Linked DNA regions of Drosophila melanogaster: region 1 is linked to region 2. The links are chromatin contacts, called in public Hi-C maps. All regions are on one chromosome and are shown on one strand. The core of a region is the stretch at or near the end of the contact, and the rest is flanking DNA. Distances in the headings are between cores, read along the strand shown.

Region 1 (2,700 bases), core at 26-2,525, 820 kb after region 2:
TTGTTGTTGTTCTTGTTACTGTTTTATATATTTTTTTCTGGCATCATGTTGATAACCAAGAAGAGAGAAGAAGCAGAAGTAGGAGAAGAAACATAGAGTAAAGGAAGAATGAGGAGAGCAGAAGAAGCGAGCACAACATAAACCAGTTCAATGCGCTTTGCGGTGGAGCTTTTATTATTTATTTTTGCTTCATTTTCATTATTTTGTTCTTGTTTTTTTTTTATTTTTTTTTTTGGGTGGCAGCCACATTACAGCAACTTTACTAAGTGAACAAAATCAAATCATCAAATGCAAAGAGTGCGAGCGAGAGAGAGAGCAACAGAAACCGTATGAAGAGAGGGGGGAAGAAGAGAGCGCGAGCACTTCATTTAGCACGCACACACTTGTTACATAAATAACGGCGAATCGAGTGAGGAGCAAGACAGACGAAAAAGAAGTCTGGCTGATCTAATAAGAACATGCTGTGCCTCCTCCCTCTCTCAACGACTGCTAATAAGAATACACGGGGCAAAGACAAACAAACAAACATAAATACCTCTTCCAAGTGGTGCAAACTGCTTACTGCTGCTATTGTTGTTGCTGTATTTTGTATTGTCGCTTTTCCAACTTGTTTCACAAAATGCGAAAAATGATTAACGAAAATATAAAATAAATAACGCACGCTCTCTCGCTCTCACTCTTCGTATGTGTGTGTGTTGATTTATATATATATATACATATATATATATATATACTGAACGATGAATTCACGACTTTTTTAAGTTAATTTTTGTGTAGTTGTTGCTGCTGCTTTTTTGTAGACGTATATTTTTGCGCTTATTTTTTATTCGCCTTCATTCTTTTTACCTTCTTTTGCTTTTCTCTTTCGTTACTTGCTGTTGTTGTTTTTGTCACTTTAGCAGTTTTCGCAGTTTCTTTTTGGTACTAGTACTACGACAACTGCCTCTGCTTTTTTTGCCTCTTCTCCTCATCATCGCTCATTCTCTTTTGCTTGTTGATTCGCCCACAATTTATTCGGTTTTTTTCGCTTCTGCACGCGCACGCACTTTTTTTGTTGTTGTTGTTTAGATGTTACGAAAAAAATTGGAATTTTTGCCGCAGGAAAACAGAAAAAAAAAACAAGAAAATTATTATTTTCGAATTTTTCGGGGTTGTTGTTCTTTGGAAAACGCGCGATTTGCTGTTGGATTGGACTTTCTGGGGCGACGCGACGCAAAAAATACAAATTAATGTTCCGAAATCCACGACTATTAGAGCTGGAACCACATCGATATCTGTTCGATACTATCGATACGGTCGTAGAATTGGAAAATCGATAAGTCTCTTGGAACATCGATTAATATTGCAGCTTGTTGATTTTATTATATCAGTGAACCTAAATAAAAGCACAAAATCAAATTTCTAATATAATTGAGTGTATCGAAAATGGACGGTATAAACTATATATTACTTGGTAATATCGTTTCGTAAATAGTATCAATGATAGCTAAGTATCGATATTTTCGACGACGTTGTGGTCAACATATTCGAATCCTAAGTTTAATGTTAGTACATTAAGTGAACTAAATAATTTAATACCGCTGATCTTCACAATTATTGATCTTAACATAAATTCGCTGTTCCGAATGTATCGATGGCGCCTATCGATTTAATGCCAGCTCTAGTTTGTTATTGTTTGGTTTTGTTTGGGGCTGTTTTTGGGGGAAAAAACGCGCAACGTGGACGTGAAATTGAATAGATCGGCACCGAGCATAGCTCACCTGTGCTCCCCCCTCGCCACAAAGAGCAGAAAGAAACACCTGTGCCCCCGCCCCCGCCGTCCACACCCACCGACGCGCCATCATCAAGTGTTTTTCGTTTCAGTTCTTGCGAGGGTTTTTTCAAGACAGCATCTGGGTTGATCTCAATGTGGTGATCTGGCAAATACGACAGCACACTGATACACGCATAGATAGAATAGAATAGAATATAGTATATAGTCTAGCATATAATAGATGAGCGAAGACAAGATGAACGGACGCTCCATTCGCATCAACCGGCTGCCGGCCACCATTGTGGCCATCCTGCTGACCTTTGTCCTGGTCTACTTCCTCAATTTCCATCAGGAGGAGCGGCCAGCGATCTACGGCATGCTGCGCAGTGAGAATCCCAGCCGCGTCAATCTACGCAAGATGCTAATAGCCGCCATACAGGCCGCCCAGCGTGGCGGTCTCGAGGTACTGGACGTGGCCCGGAGTCGCCAGCTGAAGGAGCGCAGCAAGGGCAAGACGGACGAGGGCGTCAATGATCCCTTCACGGATGCCGACGGCCGGTCACATTGTGTGATGAAGCAGGGCCTGCAGCGAATCTTTCCCCGCGTACAAATCTTCTCCGAGGAGGACAAGGAGCACTGCAAGCAGGCACACGGCTATGATCTAGATCCAACGGTCCTCCACGAGACCGCACAGATACCGGATGTGACCGTAAATGCCCAGGATGTCACTGTTTGGGTAGATCCGTTGGATGCCACCAAGGAGTTCACCGGTGAGGATGGCTTCTTTAGTTATTAATATTATACAATGGCATGTTCTGGAGCTAAATTTCATTTTTCAATCCACAGAGGAGCTATACGAGTACGTGACCACCATGGTGTGCGTGGCAGTGGCCGGAAGGCCCATCATTGGCGTGATCCACAGCCCGTTCAATGGACAAACCGCGTGG
Region 2 (2,720 bases), core at 96-2,595:
GGGATCCTCCAGGTTTGAGAGAATCTCGTGCTTGCCCACATCGCTGTCGCCCACCAGTAGAACCTTTAGCAGATAGTCGTAGTCCTTGGTCATGGTTCCCATGTGGCTGGCATGGTAGAGAAATTTAAATATTGTAATTAAATAGATACATATATTTGAATAATAATAATAATAATAATGCAACTAGTTAAATTTCCAAGGTATTTCTACATATTACTAGAACTTGATGTCACAAACGTGACGACGTGTTTTTTGAATATTTAAATGGATTGTAAAAGGTGTGTGTACCTCAAACTTTTAAGCAGCTCAACACATTTTCTAGGGCAAAGTATTTTTAAATACATAGTTCCTCTAGAGTGTTCCATATGAATGCCGGAAATTACCTTACACACTCATTTTTCTATTTTAGAATTTGTTTTTTTTTTTTAGATAACTCAGTTAACAAAATATAACCGCTAGGGGTTTACTCATTGAATGAGACATTTTTTTTCTTCTTTTACGTAATTTTAATTGAAATTAAATGTGGGCTAGGGTTTTGTGGCCAAAGTGGTTGTGGTTCTTAAACATTGTTTTTTTTTTTTGCATTTTCTTAACCGGGCTAACCGGTATTTTTGAACCGGCAATATTTGTGCGTTCTATTTTTGCAGACAAAGTAATTTTCTATGTGAGTCATGGTAATAAAAACTATAAACATAAGCATTGCACTTATTTATAGATTTTCGCACTTGTTTTCATTTCGCGCACTGTAAAAGGATTTTCCACATGCACACACACATTCGCACAGGTAAAAAGTGGGTGTGTTTTGGTTTTGCATGAAAATGTATTTCACAATTTATCGAAGTGTACAAAACCATTAAAGCGTGTAATTGTTGCGTTTTATGCACTTTGTTTTACAAACAAAAAGAGAAATAAACGAAAATAGAGAAAAACATTTGCGTATTAGTGTGCGTGCTTATTTTGATTGTTGTTTTTGCTGCAAATGCCGAGGAATGTTTATTGCTTTTCCTCACAGCAATTGGAAAACAATTAATTATAGCCGGTTATTTGTGTATTTTGTTTAGTGAACAGCACTAACCGTTTTTTCTGGACGTTTAACTTACCATTTAGAATGCACGCAGTTTCATTTTCGTATTTGTAATAGAGATGAGCGAGTTTCCTCGCTTTGGCGACTTCACCTCGGCGGGCTTTACACGCTTTTTCAGTCTTACGATTTAAGCAAGTTAAATCGCGGCTATATATCCCATATATTCCAATTTATTGCTGTTTATTTGTTGTTTTTTCTGCTGCGAATATTAAAACAGAAAATTGCAATTTCGCTCATCTCTATAGGGATGGAAGAACTGCTAGTTTGCGCATATCGATAAGCCATCGATAGTCGACGGATGGGCTAAGCAGTGTTGTTCAAGATATTAAAAATGTAGTTCTTGCAATTATATGCGAAATTTAAACATTTTTATTTTATTATTTTGTGCAAACATTTATGTGCTAAATCTAAGCATAACTTTTTATATATCAAATTGAAACAATTTTACTTTAAGCTAAATGCTACATTATATTATTACCACTAAGTATTTTTCATTCTGAATGCATTAACTATTTATTTTCGGAAATTTAAGAATTAAATACTTTATAGTTTGGCACTTTTCCTAGATTTTTACCTTTACAAAAACTATCTAGGCAGCTATCTAGATATCGCAATTGGCGTGCTGCTTATCGGACAGTCGCGCTATCGGCCGGGTGTCATCGCCAGTGCGTTCGAACAAAACGGAACAGAACAGAACAGAAATTCGAAGCGCTGCCAAATATACACACACGATTGTTCCGACTGTATCGCTCCGATCCGAAAAAATCCGAGATCCGAATTCGCAGGACAAGAGCAACAGAGCGCGCGCTAACGGATTTATTAAATGCACATGCATATATTTATTTATAAACGCGAGTTTCTGGTCGGGAACTAAAGTGCAGGTCACCGACGCCTCTGCCGCAGCCGCTGCCTCCGTCGACGTCGCAGTTGCGGTAGCTGTTGCTGCTTGTTTTTTTTTTTGTTATTACTGTTTACAGAGGTGCGCGTTAACTGTGCTAAAAAAAATATAGAAATATATATTTGTGTGCCTTTGTGCAAGTGCTGATTTTGTTTGGCTTTTTTTTTGGGTTGTCATTATTTTGCACACACAAATTGCGATTTAACTAAGTGTTTGTGTGTGTGTGTGGCGCAGCTATATATATATATAAAGATATACCTATGCTGGCCCTGGCCCCGCCCACCACGCCGCCCCCTCGAAATGCACCGTTAGCCGCGAAATCGAAATCGAATCGTTTTGCTGCAACCGCAATGCTGTCCAACGGCTCTGCTGGCGTCTCTGCCGACGTTGACGTCGCCGCCGGCGGCGCTGCCGACTGTGATGAGCGAACGCTTTTGCTAAGCGAGGAGATTGTTGTTGCGCCGCTGCCTGCGTCGGCATTCTCTGCCGGCGTCGCTGCTGCTGCGCCGCCAACGTCGCTGCCACTGGTGCACACAACAACAACGCAGCAAAACAACAACAATGTGAACAACAACAATAATGGTTCGCTTGTGGTCAGTGCGAAAAACATGGCTAATAATAAAAGTAATAAGAATAGCAGCAAATGCAAAAACAACGAGGCCAGCAGCAGCAACAACAACAATGCGGCGACAGCAGCAGCAACAACAGCAACGACGACAGGAGAAGAACCGGTAACAA

Evidence for each region. A called contact is a pair of places that touch in the nucleus more often than the background predicts.
Region 1: a Hi-C map of the Kc167 cell line shows a contact between it and region 2, with 5 times the contacts expected there. The contact joins the promoter of HDAC4 here to the promoter of Rab40 in region 2. A contact is called at or near these places in 4 of 107 Hi-C or Micro-C datasets (the Kc167 cell line and embryo).

Annotation. Positions count from the first base shown.
Region 1 is chrX:13,284,357-13,287,056 of dm6, forward strand. It overlaps HDAC4 (Histone deacetylase 4), which reads right to left and starts at 1,276. Exons shown (of 14, transcript NM_001272578.2): 1 at 536-1,276. It overlaps CG15743, which reads left to right and starts at 1,351. Exons shown (of 2, transcript NM_001298268.1): 1 at 1,351-2,523; 2 at 2,600-2,700. The coding sequence starts at 1,995.
Region 2 is chrX:12,461,767-12,464,486 of dm6, forward strand. It overlaps Rab40 (Rab40,), which reads right to left and starts at 1,346. Exons shown (of 5, transcript NM_167323.2): 1 at 1,101-1,346; 2 at 1-106. The coding sequence starts at 102. It overlaps CG42258, which reads left to right and starts at 1,762. Exons shown (of 6, transcript NM_132573.3): 1 at 1,762-2,720. The coding sequence starts at 2,333.